Linked DNA regions of Mus musculus: all the other regions are linked to region 1. The links are chromatin contacts, called in public Hi-C and HiChIP or PLAC-seq maps. All regions are on one chromosome and are shown on one strand. The core of a region is the stretch at or near the end of the contact, and the rest is flanking DNA. Distances in the headings are between cores, read along the strand shown.

Evidence for each region. HiChIP or PLAC-seq counts read pairs in DNA pulled down with a chosen protein or histone mark. A called contact is a pair of places that touch in the nucleus more often than the background predicts.
Region 2: a contact with region 1 is called in a Hi-C map of muscle stem cells, with 2.0 times the contacts expected there. The contact joins two enhancer-like sites. A contact is called at or near these places in 5 of 484 Hi-C or Micro-C datasets (the C2C12 cell line, bone marrow-derived macrophages, muscle stem cells and 1 more), 6 of 115 datasets of contacts at active chromatin or transcription factors (bone marrow-derived macrophages, extraembryonic endoderm stem cells, fibro-adipogenic progenitors and 3 more) and 3 of 9 other capture datasets (adipose tissue, embryonic stem cells and liver).
Region 3: a CTCF HiChIP or PLAC-seq map of the NIH/3T3 cell line shows a contact between it and region 1, with 7 read pairs. The contact joins two enhancer-like sites. A contact is called at or near these places in 1 of 15 datasets of contacts at CTCF or cohesin (the NIH/3T3 cell line), 6 of 115 datasets of contacts at active chromatin or transcription factors (astrocytes, bone marrow-derived macrophages, extraembryonic endoderm stem cells and 3 more) and 3 of 9 other capture datasets (adipose tissue, embryonic stem cells and liver).

Annotation. Positions count from the first base shown.
Region 1 is chr13:94,177,397-94,182,444 of GRCm38.p6, reverse strand. All of the region lies in intron 3 of Lhfpl2 (lipoma HMGIC fusion partner-like 2), which reads right to left. It overlaps LOC115488151 (a long non-coding RNA gene), which reads right to left. Exons shown (of 2, transcript XR_003950582.1): 2 at 1-5,048. Among named protein-coding and RNA genes, the nearest start is that of Scamp1, 110 kb to the left of the region's middle. Within about 2 kb of position 3,679, at least 98 of the 459 cell types and tissues checked have an H3K27ac peak or open chromatin away from gene starts, as enhancers often do. A contact at or near this core is called in the C2C12 cell line, the NIH/3T3 cell line, fibro-adipogenic progenitors and 1 more, where this site is marked.
Region 2 is chr13:93,995,328-94,000,338 of GRCm38.p6, reverse strand. No RefSeq gene overlaps it. Among named protein-coding and RNA genes, the nearest start is that of Lhfpl2, 60 kb to the left of the region's middle. Within about 2 kb of position 3,743, at least 64 of the 459 cell types and tissues checked have an H3K27ac peak or open chromatin away from gene starts, as enhancers often do. A contact at or near this core is called in the C2C12 cell line, fibro-adipogenic progenitors and muscle stem cells, where this site is marked.
Region 3 is chr13:93,975,646-93,980,367 of GRCm38.p6, reverse strand. No RefSeq gene overlaps it. Among named protein-coding and RNA genes, the nearest start is that of Lhfpl2, 80 kb to the left of the region's middle. Within about 2 kb of position 3,242, at least 50 of the 459 cell types and tissues checked have an H3K27ac peak or open chromatin away from gene starts, as enhancers often do. A contact at or near this core is called in the NIH/3T3 cell line, where this site is marked.

The sequences.
Region 1 (5,048 bases), core at 2,430-4,929:
TTATGGATAAAGCAGATGTTCCCAGACCAAACCAGGAGTCAGAGGTCATCTAAGGAAAAGGGTTGTCAGCTGATGGCTGGCATGTCTTTGTGGAACAATATTGTCTGCCTGTCAACTTGGTATATGATTAATAGTAATAACAGGAGGAGAGGAACTGGGTGGCACTTCAGATGTTAATAATTAAAAACAATACTAAAAGGGCTTGGCAGTAATGCGGACACCATCTCCCCAGGTGTCCACAGGCTAGCTCTTTCTACTAACAGCACCGCCCTGGCTGAGGAACTGGCAAGGAGACTGTGCTTCGGCGTCAGGCATGGGGGTGGGAGGCTCGGCAGCCTAAATGGAATGAGTCCTCTGGATGACAATCAGATCTTAGTCAGGATAAAAGGACCTTACAGTCAAGGCCCTGAGAGAAGCTGCTGTTGTAGTTACTGAAAACTAATGGCTACCAATTAAGAATCCTCTGATGCCAAGAAAGGGTGTCTTAGTCAGGGTTTCTATAACTGTATAAACATCATGACAAGAAGCAAGTTGGGAAGGAAATGATTTATTCAGCTTACACTTCCACACTTCTGTTCATCACCAAAGGAAGTCAGGACTGGAACTCAAGCAGGTCAGGAAGCCAGAGCAGATGCAGAGGCTATGGAGGGATGTTACTTATTGGCTTGCTTTCTTATAAAACCCAGGACTACCAGCCTAGGAATGGCACCACCCACAGTGGGCCCTCCCCACTTCATCACTAATTGAGAAAATGCCTTACAGCTGGATCTCATGGAGGCATTTCCTCAACTGAAGCTCCTTTCTCTGTGATAACTCCAGCTTGTGTCAAGTTGACACAAAACTAGCCAATCCAGAAGGCATGGAGATACAGTCTGTAAGGGAGATGGGGTCTCTCCATTGTCCAAGCCTTTCTAGACACAGAACCAGCCAGCAGAGGGCATGGAGATACAGTCTGTAAGGAAGAGGGGTCTCTCCATTGTCCAAGCCTTTCTAGGTCTTTTCCAGCACAGCAGCAGCAGCAGCTTCCACTCCGTGCATCCCACACATGGTTTTGTTTATACCTTCCCAGTTATGGGAAATTATTTCCCATTCAGAGTGAGAACCTACATATGAACTGTGGGTGGGTTACTAGGAGAACTTAATAAAGTATTTAATAAAGTACTCATCCGTCATGAAAGATAGTTCCTGTTTGGCAATTCAAGATAAGCTTGCATAGGACTGAAGAGATGGGTCAGCCGTTAGAGCATGTGCTAAATTTGCTGAGGACTAAGTTTGCTTCCTAGCACCCACAATCTGGCAGCTCACTGCAGCCTATAACTCCAGTCTCAGGGCAGCCAATTCCTCTTCTGACCTCTACATGCACATGGTCCACATATGTACATCCAGGCACATACACATACACATTAAATCAACCCTAAGACTCCATACATACTAGGCATGTACTTCCAGGAGTTACACCCCCAAGTGAGTGAAAAATAAAGCCAACCAAACAAAACCCAAACCCTGAAGGGACTGGGAGTGAAATCTTCCAGAAATAAGTCAACTACTTGCCAGTGGATCTCCAAGTGCAAATGTTAAGCAATTCCTGCAGCACACCAGATGTCACCGCTCAATACTGGGCCACTGGGATTGTCCTCTGTGACTGAACACAGCCACTCAGATCTGAAACTAGAGTTGTGGGGCACTGGCTTGCACTGTTTGTTTATAAAGCAAGCAGTGTTGAGGATGGAACCTTAACATACTAAACCAGCTTATTACTGCTGAGTCCTAGGCCCCACCCTTGTTTTTTTAAGACATGATCAGACCTCGTCACCTTTATTGATTGGCCTGGAACCTGTCACTCTCTGGCCTGAGTCCTAGGGTTACAAGTATGTGCAGTATTTTAATACTGGCTTTACATTCTCAGCATGTGTATTTTTAGGGTGTGTGTGTCTATTTACTAAAGTTACTTGAAAGAACATTATTAAATAACAAACTCATATTTGTACTATAACACAGAGATATAGTTTTTTTTTTTAAAGTGGTTTTACAGCTTTGGAAAATACTACCATTGCCTTAGCTCTTAAAACAGAGTGCCTACATCACTCAGGTAAATAAACATTCAGAGCCACGTCAAAGCCATTATCCCATGACTTGCTAATGTAGGTTGAACACAGAGCATCAGCCGCTTCACGGTGGTTTATGCCTGCAATCAAGTAGGTGCCGCGGCAGACTGTTTTCATATTCTATTTGCAAATCAGACACTGTATCTGAATTTTAAGAGCGTTTGCAATTTTCTTCAGGCCCATACAACAGATTCTTCTTAAAAAATGCATCCCAGCCTCTGGATTCTTCACATTAATGGCTGCCTGGTCTATCTGTGGTTAAACACTAGTCTTTATTTCATGGTATGACTGGGCTCTTTATATATATATATATATATTTGGTTCCCTTTACACATACGTGTGTGTATATATATACACAGTTCCCGTTGGAGAGGCCGGAGGTATTGTATTCCCCTTGTAGCTGGAGTCACAGGTGGTCATGAACCACCTAATATGGAATCTGCATTTTCTAAGAGAGTGGCACTTGCTTCTTTACCATCTCTGTAGGCCCAACCTGTGATACTGTAAAACTGATTCAAACAGGAAACTGTTAACAGAGGCATTGTCTGTGTAGAGAAACCAAGAGCCCCCATCCGGGAAGCCAGAAGTCTCCTGTGCCTGGCTTTCACCAAAAGGGAGAGCTGGCTTGTCCTCACAATTCTCCTTAAGTCCCCTTTCCCTGGGGAGATCCAAAGTTGCTCACCAAGGTCACTCTGCCTTCTCAGGATAAGGTAGGTGACTTTCTCAGAGGTAAAATTATGCCTAGGCTCGTCTTCATCCTGAGACCCTGGTTTCGTTCCTCTCCCCTTTCTTAGTGATTTCATCCTTCTGGTCTTGAATGAACGAACAGGGAGAGGAAAAGCGTACGGGTAGGCTGAGACCCAGCTGGGCTATGCATGCCACTGGCGGCGGCTCCTGCTGCTGGTTTTCACACGATGGGAGAAGAGCAATGAACCCAGTTCCAGATGTCAGTCATGGTGTGCCTGCCCACTCGCCTCTCAGACACTGGCTCAGGAAGGTCAGTTCTAGATGGAACGAGTGGTGTCCGACGTGCCCTCTATACCTCCACTCACACTCTGGTTCACGAGGGAAGACCAAGCCTGGCTGGCAATTGTGGTGTTTACGTGCCCACTCACCCCTCCGCACACTCACCTTCATGAACACAATGGCAGCTGGTGCCACACACAGCCGCTCACACTTAGATGCGGTGTCACGGTCATCAAAGCCCCCCAACGTCCTCTCACATTCTCTTACCACTTTTCCTTTGCACAGTCTCTCCCACTCTCTCCCACTCTGCTCACTTCTAAGGAAACAGGATCATACACACCAGGCCCTTCGTGGCCAAGGCTGGGGTTCCCATGGCGACCCCCTCCACTGTAGCAGACCTGCAGACCAGAGTGACAGCTGGCTGAGAAGGCCCTGTGAGGCTGATCACACAGACAGAGGGCCGACCGGAGTAGAGTATGAGATCCAACAGACAGAAAGAAGCTTGTGAGGCAGGACTGGAAGACAGCAGGCAGCCAGGCTCAGCAACCGGCATGGCAAAGCCTAGCAGAACCCATCCCTGCCAACACCACTGAGCCAAGTCCTGAGCTCATTTGAATGGCTTCTGTCCCAAACCTGAGTCACTGGGGATTCGGTGGACGTCTGTGTTCACACTGTATGCATTTCAAAAAACAAACTGCTTGATGCTGTCATGGAAAACCTGGATCTTTGCATTCTACAGTTTCAGTATGGATTACATCCAGGTCACAACCTACGGAAGACAGCTGGCAAAAGCCAGCCCTGCTGGCCAGCTACCCAGCTTTTGTAACGAGTCCCAGAGGGATTGGAACCCATGTGTGCTGCTGGCTCTGCCAAGTCCCAGACTTGCTCTCCTCTAGTGCACACCAGTCTGAGGTTTCTGCGGCCGGGGGAGTCTGAGCAGCCACCTGCAGTCAAGACTCAAGTGTGGAAGCTGCCTCCAGGAAGAAAAAGTATAAGGACGTGTACGTGTGGGAAAGAGGAAGAGTATCTGCTCTTTTGTGCTTCTTGGAACCGTGATGGAAGACCCAACTGTCCAAGGCCTCAGGACGGCTCTGCACCTGTGCCGGACAGCCTCACCCCAGGCAGGCAGTCAAGGAACCAGAGAGCAGTACCAGGCAGAAAATACAGGACTTGAAGATAATATGGCCAACTACAATGGCTTATAAAAGGTATCCAACCCCTTAGAATGCAAAAGCATCCTAAAGTTTGGTGGCAAGAAAGCAGCAACATTTTCACGATCACCACAGAGCTAACACCATCTCCCAGACGCCAAACACCATGTTTGTCATGCTAGTAAACTAACATAACCCTCAAACGCCTTTACCATGATTAGATTCGTTTACAAGTGGGCAGACTTGGAGCTTAGAGAAATGGGCTTAGTTGACCAATGTTTCTCAGGCCTTCTGAGGTAAGGCCTAACTCCAGTGATGGCCAGAGGTGACTGCTTAACACCAAGGCTTCTGTGTGAGGGTAGAGATGTCCAGTTTCCTGGCTGTCGATAGGTCAGGCCTTGAAACAAATCCTACTATTTCAGTTATCTGGACTTGATGCTTTAAAAGTTAACAGGTAAGAAATTTCTACTGAGGCGATAGTATCTTTCACACGTAACTCTAACGCCAAAATACCACTATTTAAAATGTTTTGTTTTGAGCGAGGGTCTTGATACATAGCCCAGGCTGGACTTGAACTTAAGATCCTTCTGCCTCCCTCTCCCAAATGCTCAGGTTACATACAGTTCAGTTTGTATTTCTATATAAGCCTGTGGAATATTTATTTTTTTTAAATTAGGTATGCCTCAGGAATATGCTTATGTCATCTCGTAATTTTACATCCTGTCACTTTTTAAAGTGTCATTTTTCCATGGAGCAAGAAGCAATACTAACACTTACCCCAGTGTTAGTATTATACAGCTCTAGGAAGAGCTTCTTTGCATCCAGG
Region 2 (5,011 bases), core at 2,494-4,993, 180 kb after region 1:
GCTGGACTGCCTGGTTGGACCTCAGTGGGAGAGGTGGTGCCCAACAGGGGATTCCCCTTCTCCTCAGGTAATTCAAGAGGGATTTGTAAAGGTAGGACTGGGAGGAGAGGAGGGAGGTGGGGCTGCTACTGGGATGTAAAGTGACCCACCCACCCACACACCAAGAAATGATATTGATTCTGGATAGAATTCATTTATTGGAAAGAAAAAAAGAAGAGGGTCCAAGAGGAAGTATGGGAGGAAAGGGGAGAGAGGGTAAGAGGCAACAAGACAGGAGGAGAGGAAAAGGGGAGGGCAGGGGAGGAGAGGGGAGAGGAGAGGGAAGAAAGGAGAGGAGCAGTGTAAATTCAACATGTCCAAATATAATAATATTAGACAAAGAAGAGACACATCAAGTCCCAGTGCAAAGTTCCTTCCTTCCCTCCCCGTCCCCTCCCCTCCTCTCTCTTCCTCTCCTCTCCTCTCCTTTTCTCTCTTCTCTCCCCTCTCTCTCCTCCTCTCCCTTCTCTCCCCTCCCCTCCCACACCTCCTTTCCTGCCCAGCTTTTCCCACACAGTATGTTAAATTGCTGCCCAGGGTTGGGTTTGGTGACAACAGGTACCCTGTCAGGCTTGGACAGAGATTTAGATGCAAGATGCAGAGGAAAGTTCCAGCAGGTCACAACCCGGGGAGAAGCAGGCTTCGAGCCTATGTGGAGGAACAGACTGTGATAGAAAGATTAGATGCCAGACTCCTGGTAAGGCACAAAGAATGAGCCAAAAAATTCCAAGAACACGGCAGACTGGGAGGGAATTCCCAAGAAAAGGTGCAAGGCCTCGGGTGGAGATTCTCAGAAGAAACAAGCCCCTCATGTCGTGGGGGTGGGAGGGTTGTACAGAGGGTGATGCAGAACAGCCAGACCATGTGGCTATGACCTTATATAACAAACATGGCAGGTGGGACTGCGGTGAGGGTGTCAAGTTGAGAAAACCAGCTCTGATTACGCATTTGGGCCCCAAGTGAAACTACAAGTGCCTTAGTAAAGTGAAGTGGAGGGGTATGTGACATGGAAGGAAGATAAGGAGACCACAGAGGGCGAAGGCCAAGGGGACCACAGAGGGGAGAGGACAGGGGGACCACAAAGGGAGCAGGCCAAGGGGACCACAGAGGACGGAGGCCAAGAAAAGGCAAGAAATTCTTGAGGCCTCTAGAGAAAACACACCACCATGAAGTTTACCTGGTAAAACTAGTTTTTGCCTGCTCGCCTCTCAAACTGAGAGAGAATAGTTACCTTTTGTTTTAAACCACCAGGTTTGTGATCATCTGTTGTAGGAGTCATGCGGGAAACTGAGATAGACACAGCGTTAAATACATACTGCTAAAATATCTATCTATCTATCTATCTATCTATCTATCTATCTATCTATGTAGTTCATTTATTGGATTTAATCTTTCCCAAATAATTAAATATGTATATCGATTCTAGGATTGATCTTTTGATCTTTTTCACTTAACGTTATGTCTAAGGTGTTCTGTTTTACTTCATGTAACTGTAGTTCATTTTTGTTTCTAAAAACTACTCAGATTTTCATAGCTGCCCTTCATTAAATTAGAGAAGACTGTTTTTTTCCTAACCCAAGGTTGTCCCCAGGATGCCACATTTTTGTGCTCTTTCACTTGAATTAGATGAGATAAAAATCCCACAAATGGGATTCCAAAAACTCTGCCAAGAGTGACCATGAATCACTCTCTAGCAGGGAGACAGAGGGGATGGTGTCAGGCAGTGTGATACAGTCAGCCCGGTGTATTCAATCTCAGCACAGGGATTGCTCTTCAGCCCCCATCTCCCAGTTCAGAGGAGCAGGAGGAGTCAGGACCCACAGCACCAGAAGAGTCTAGAGGGCTATCCTAGGACACAGTGACCCACCAGTGTGAGCATAGCACAGGAGATAAAAATTAAATGTAAGGTGACTTTAAAATGTTGATTGGTTACTTAAACAAAGCTAACTAGCCTCTCCATATAGTCTGGAAGATCCAAGCCCTGGATATCTTGAAATTCACCCTGGATGATTCAGCCTGGCATAGAATGGGTGTCCATGAGACATTGTCTCCTCCCGCCCCCCCCCCCCCCCCGGGAGGGCTTGTCTCGGGCAGTCTTGCCCAGTTGCAGGTGAGTCAGCTCACAGACCTGTGACTCATCATTCTGGCCCTTGCTGGTTAGCCACCCGTTTTATTACAGCCATCCATTTTGCCAAATACACCCTCACTGCATGCACGGATGCTTTCTGGGGGATGGGGAAAGGCATGGAAGGGGTGTCATCGTGCTCCCCAAGAAAATGAAACCACATTGTCACATGAATTCTCTATCTGGTAACTGTTGAGTCAAAGGGCAGTGTCTTCCTTGATCACTCTCTACCTTATTTTTCGAGACAAGGTCTCTCACTAAACCTATATCTCACTGACGAAGGAGTTTGTCTATCTACCTCTGCCTCCTGACTCCTACCTCCGGGTTACAAATGTATGCTGTCCCGCCTGGAGATTTGAACCTAGCTCCTCGTGCTTGCATGGCAGCGACTTTACCGAGTGAGCTACCTCCCAGCCCAGTTATACTTCTCAGTTTAGTATTTTGCCTTTCCTGGGAACCCCACGTGCTGTTGCCCATAGGTTTGTGAGTGCTTGTCATGGAGGAACAGCCCCGCCCTACTCCTCCGCTAGCAGAGCTACTAGAGGCTGTGGTCGTAGGAAGGGAGGCACCTGGCTGAACCCTCAAACATGGAAGGCTCCAGGTGAGTCTTCAGCTAGCACCTGAGACACCCAGACAAAGGCTTCCCTGTGGTCCTCTTCATGACACAATCCCTGGGACTGAATCTGCTTAGCTTGCCTCCCCCCATCATCCCTTTTGTATATTCTTAGGCAACCTTCAACTGTTGAGTGTCTACTCACCCAGGTGGCAGATAGCCTACATGTTTTCCAACATTCTTTTCCACAGTTTGTCCTTTGGCTACTTAATTTCTTTAGGTCTAATCTGGGGTTTGGGGGGAACAGGGAATAATTGAGAAAGGCAAAGAGTGAGATATCTTCACTGTCCACATTAGCCCCTGTCATTCAGGAACCATCTAGAATGGGCTGGATTCTATCATTTCCTCTTCGTGGCTTACTCATGTGTCTTTCCAGAGACTCAGGAGGAACTCTGCCCATCTATATTGAAGTGCATTTGGGCCTCCTGACTCTCTCACAAGCTTCTCTTCCCACGACACCATATCCTAGTATTTGGTGACCATGAAGCCAAACACATGCTCTCAGTGGTTTGGCGGGACATTTGACAGGTCACTCCTGGCTCTTATTGTCATGAGTAGACAGATGACAACTCTGAAGGTCTTTGCCAACAGCTGTCAGCAGTCTTAATTTTCACAGTTACAGACTGAGACGGTAAACCTATCTCACGGCTGGTCTCATGCCTTCAGTAGCCACACTCAGATTAGCCATGTGTCCAAATGCTCCTGACATTTCCAGATCATTTTGAAGCCAATGACTCTTTGCAAAGGGCAGAGGCGAACACCGTAACCATCCAAAATCAATACAGAAGAGTGATAGATGGGGAAATAAGCCTGGGTAGCACAAAGCAAAAGAAATAACAGAGCCAAAGGTCACGGAGCAATTGCTTTCTAATTTGTCTTTATAAAAAGGAGAAGGAATCGAAGGGGAAATTGGCAAGTCCAAGTGAGACTGTCAGAAACACTTAACGCTCTGAGGCTGTGCCACTAACTGTCTTGCACAATGTCAGAGGAAGTGAAGTTGAAATTGAGAATATTTTCACAAGTCTGGGCCAGCCAGGAAGCTGGGGGAAAATACTCTTAAATTTAGGAAAATTACAGGCTTGCTATTTGACATTAGTTGGAGAAAAACACCAAACCTCAGACCTTATGTGGAGAACTTGAATCAGAGAAGGTATTTTAAACTCCTTGCTTGGCCCAGGAGGGTCAGAAATACTGTTAGTAGGAGCTACAGGAAGACACTGACCTTGGGAAATGGGGAAGGAGGCCTCACATCTTGCTTACCTTATTAACTGTTCAGGCAAGGGCTTAGAGAATCTGACCTGGAGGAATGGGCCCAGGGAGAAGTCTTGAACAACGCTAGAGACCCTATGAGAGGCCTAACCCCAGCATCACAGGGGAGTAACAAACAACAAATATACCTAATGCCTTCAAAGAAATGAGAGAGACCAGGGAGCACGCAGTCTCAGATGATAAAAAACATTATCAGAATCTAATGAGTGGTCAGAGGGGCAGCCATTGAGTTTTAGGAAACAGACCCAAAGGCCCTTTAGTACAATCAAATTTGTCCAGACATATATACAATTAGAACCAGTGGGTAATTCAAAGCACTTGGGTACATGGCTCATTTTAAAAACTGATGTTGGGACAATCGGATAGTCATCGAAACAAGGATAAATTCTAGGGAGTTGAAGACCTGGAAAGAACTATATAGTCACTAGAAGATGGGAGATTTAAACGGTTAATTTTGTAGTAGTGGTAGTAGTCGTGATAGTAGTAGTAGTAGTGGTAGTGGTAGTAGTAGTCGTCTTCATCTAGAAGTATGATTATTTTGTATAAGGCTCAAGACAGACAATTTTGATTGTAGGAAAGCAAAACCATTTCTACATAGGAGCCCTTTGCACAAGTGAAGTCTAAGGAAATATGTCATAACAAGGGAGTTGAGTAAGGGAACAGTGCATACTGGATGCAGAAGAAGCAATCCTTTAACAGATGAAAAGTCTGGGCTTTTGTTCCTGTCTCTGTGGTAAGAGAAAAGCAACTTACTACGTAAAAAGGGTGTATTTGTCTTAGGACTCCAGGTTACAACCCTCCCTTGTGAGGGAACCAAGGCAGCATTGGAGCAGCTAGCTCTATTCCTTCCATAGTCAAGAGCAGAGAGCAAGGAATTAATGCAGGCGTTAGAGCTCTCCTCTCCCCTTTCTGCAATTTTTCAGTCCAGCTTTCCCCTGCATAAGAGCGGCTCTCACAGCAGGTGA
Region 3 (4,722 bases), core at 1,993-4,492, 200 kb after region 1:
AGGGAAACTCTGCCCTGAATGTGTGTGGCACCAGTCAATTAGCTGAGGGCCCAAATGGAATAAAATTGGTGAAAGAGAAAGCCCACGGCCTGGGGAGATGGGTCAGACAGATGACTCACAATCTTGCAGACCTGAGTTCTATTACCAGAGAAACCCTGTCTTGAAAAATGAATGAGGTAGATAGTGATAAGGAAGAGCATCCCAGGTTGTCCTCTGACCTATTGACCTACTAATGCATGCACACACATGCACAGTCCCAACATGTGCACTTCCACACACACCATCAGTTTTATTCTTCTTGAGCAAGTATACCTGCTGCTTCTGCTGAAGCAGAGATGTAGACTCCAGAGTCTCCATCTTTCAGTGTAGACTCACATCAGTCATTCTCCAGGGAGTATCTTCGTCTCTAGCATTGGGCTGGCATTACATCATCTGTCTTCCTTGTTCTGAGACCTCTAGCTTCTTGGACTAAGAAGTTACTGAGTTCTCAGATTCTCTAGCATGTAATAAGTTATTGTTGAACTATATAACCTGTTATGGCTTTATATGTGTGTGTGTATACATATATATATATACATATATATGTTATATATAAACTTAATCCAATAAAACATACACACATACACACACACACACACACACACACACACACTTACTTACTTTAGTTGCTTCTGTTCTGTTCGTCTGGAGAACCCTGACTAATATAACAACTGCAAAGGAAAACAAGGTACTGGGGACTGAAACCTAGAGCATCATTTTGGGGTCACAGTTCAATCCATCCCAGGGTCTTCACATGTTCAATTACTGTTTGGCTTTCGACCTTGTTGACCTTGAGCTTTTAAGCTGTGGGTTTCCCCTTGATGGAATTCCTCAAGTCTTGAAGCTCATTATTAAAGCATAATTGCAAATCCAAGGAATTCTACAAGTCTGTCCCACGGGAGGTGGTAGAACTGGTGAGCATCCCCAGAGAGTGGGAAAGGAACAAAAGCAAATGCCTTTGATCTCTCAGCTACAAAGCAGCAGTGAGAGCCAGGTCCTGTGCTCTTGTATCCTCTGCCCCTTAGTCACAGCCTAGAAATGTGCTCGTTGGCTGGGAGCGGAAGTGGAATTGCAACAGAAATGTGGCATTGGAAACTTTGCATCAGAACCAATGGCTTGTTGAAAAATTGGGGGAAAAAATCTAACAATATTGGTGAATAAAGTCTGTAATGATGAATCTCATTCAACTTCTTACGGTTTTTTTTGGGGGGGTGGGGGAGGAGTGAGAGAGGCATGGCAAATTATACAAAAATAACACCACGGGTCAAACAAGCAAAGTTCATAGGACTCCTGGGCACTAAAGAAGCTACCCTGGGATACTTGGCATTAGATTTGTTTTCAGTGCTAGAGAAGGAACCAGGACCTTGCATGTTCTTTGCCAAGGTGGGTCATTCCCGTCAAGTATTGGCCGTGACCTGGCATGGTCAGCAGACTGAGGTTGACGTATCTCTCCAGTGGCAGGCTTCTTTGTAGGTTGCCAGGCCACCTCCCATTTCCTCCTTTTATGTTCAGAAAAATCCAAGCCGCCCAGTGAAGCTCATTTACCTTAGCGGCATCTCGGGACCAGTGTTAGCAGCGTGCTATGAGTGTGAAGCTGTGCTCATGGGAAATACAGAAGGATAGCCACAAAATGATGAAGACAGTCACCTACCGGATAGTGTGTCACAAGGCTACGATTCTGTGCCACCATCCCACCGAGAGCACATGCAGACACCAACCCTGGGAATTTCACCTGAAAAAGTCCACATTTCTAACCATCTGGATAGTGATTGGAGAAAAGGACCCTTGAATCCCTACCCCACACTTTGGGATAAAATTAATACTAAACATATTAAAGACAAAAAATTTTAAAGTCAAAGAACACACACACACGTGCTTAAAAAAATCATGAGAAAATTAATCTGTCCCCAAATATTTTTTCATGAAGAAATTATCATTAGTAAATTCAAAAGGCAAATAATAAACTGGAAAACTCACATTAAGGCAGAAAATTAATTTTGCCTCCCCTCCCCCCAGTTCTTATAGAAAGGGAGCTGCAGACCAATAGAAATATAGGTAAGACTTGAGGACACAACTAATCCCAGAGGAGTACACACACAAGGGATACTCACCGAATGCTCAGAGAAATGCAATCTTAAAAACACAATTCGATTATACTTTTAAAAGCAGCTTGTTTTTGAAAGTCATTAAAGCATCATGCTTTACTCCTGGGGTTAGAGAGGTAAGAAAACTGGAGGGTATCATTTTTATTTTATACAGTAAGGCTGACTGCTAGGGGAACTGCCTTCCCTTGCACCTCAGGATCTCATAACCTTCTTGATAGAGTGTGCACTGTGGTTCAGGGGGCTCAGAGCTCATTCAGAGCTCATTCTCAGTATCTCACAAGCGCTGGTTACTAAGAAATGCACAGGACTTGCCTTTTATTCTGGTGTGCTGCCCCAGGGCGGAAAGACCTCCTGAGGTCAAACAAAGGAACAATTCAAAATACTGGCATTGGCCTTGAGAAAGTACGCAACATTAAAGGTGGGGAAGTGAACCTTCCAAGTCTAATTAGAGCCTGCACTTATAATTCCCAAGCTTTGGCGTCCAAGATGAGAAAAGGACTTACTGGGTTTCTGTTTTTGAAAATGTTACCGGGCTTGTAACGTTATATAATTGCCCATTCCCCAACAAGCCAGGTGCAGCCACCTGTCCTCAATAAACCAACTAAAAGAACCAACAGAATAGTGGAGAGCAGAAAAGAGTGATTTATTCAATGTGGCACACTGAGAGGCAAAGAGACCCAGTGTCACCCCCACATCACCTCCGAGTCTATCTTCAGGGTCCTAACATGAGGGTGAGGTTTAAATAGAAGATAAAATAGACAGATAGTTAAGCAGTCTGACTGGCCACTGAGCGGCCCTGACCATCACTGTCTAACTTCCAAGTTGAGATGTAAATTTTCTCCTCTGACACACAAGTTCACCCTCTAGCAGACAAGTTCCTCTTTCAGACACCCCAGTGCACTTTAGACGTCTCTTCTCCCAGTAGAGCCTTGAGGGGATTTGTGAAGTCTACTGGCTCAGAGAGCCAAAGAGAGAGCTACAGATGTCATTTTCGACTGCCTTAATTCTTCCCAGACAAGCTGATTACAGTAATAGACCCCTGGGTATGTTTTGTTTTTTTAAAATGTGTAATAGGACTTCTTAGGAAATTCAATTTCTGCTTGCTTAATACATATTGTTGAGTATTGCCAAGATTAAAAATAAGAGGGATGGACAGGATGTGGTCAGTCGTAGAAAGTGACTAACCGTACGTTCTTTTTTTTTTTTTTGGTTTTTCGAGACAGGGTTTCTCTGTATAGCCCTGGCTGTCCTGGAACTCACTTTGTAGACCAGGCTGGCCTCGAACTCAAGAGATCCACCTGCCTCTGCCTCCCGAGTGCTGGGATTAAAGGCGTGCGCCACCACGCCCGGCTAACCGTACGTTCTTAATGGCTGAAGCAGACACATCTTTCCAAGAGGCGTATCCCTGAGAAATTTTCACCATTATGTTTAATATATAACAAAAAAATCTGTTTATTTTCATTAGTATGCATATGACCGTTTGTCTGCATGTGTGTACGTGTATACATCTGCATGCTCATGACCCTGAAGGCCAGAAAAGGGTGTCAAATCCCTGGCTGGAGTTATGGATGTGAGCTGCCATGTGGGTGCTGAGAACTGAACCTGGGTTCTGCAAGGGTAGCCGCAGTGCTCTTCACTGCAGATCGGTCTCACCCACCTTGACTCCCTTCTGTGTGATGATAAGAGTTGGTGAGACCACTTGTGCTGGCAACTCTGTCTGAACGATTTCTATCATTGAGCTTAACAGTCACAAGAAATTACAATCTGTTTACATACTTTTGTGACAAAGAATGACAAAGTGATTTAGAAATAAAAAAGGTGTTCCGGCGCTTGGATTTATTACACCAGACGTAATAAATATTCCTGTGGGGAAAGGGGATGGGTTCTACATTCAACATGTGTAAAGTTGCCTAGTACTGGAGAGTAGCTTGTTGGTGCAGTATAAAGTGGGTAATAGCAGATATAGAATGGCTACTTGAGTACATTTTTAATGATGTAAGAAGATCAGTAAAAGGATGTGAGGAGCTTTAAACATGTCTACTTATAACATGCTGGAAAATATACATTTTGTTGAAGTAACTTTTTATAGCTACAAAGAGAAAGGGCTGATTTTCAGTTCTTTGGAAGACAGGACAACTAGGTAATTTGAACTATTGCCCTCAGGAACAGCTGACCAGAAATCTTAGCAGGTGAAAACCTCATCCATCAAGAGATGAGCAATTTATCAATGACAGGGAGAAACAGAAAGCAGTAAGCCCTGGTCTGCCTTCTCGGTCTAGGTAGGGAGGTCCAATCTAGGCAGGCTGCCTGGAGGGAGTGAGTCACAATAGACCTTGGCAGAAGCAGTGCACCAATAAAGAACGCAGCCTAGCCTCTCAGGAATGCAAGACAAACCCCATGCCATGAAATACTCCCTGCCACATCCTCTGGGGTTGCACAGCCTTCTGACATCTCCCTCTGCCTTCCCACCTCGAATCCCTGCAAATCTCCCGCTTTCAAACGCCCCTCTGACTGTCTCTTGACAACTTGCCTAGTCCCTGCTGTCTGAGATGTCAGTGAGTACTGCTCAGGTTTGGTG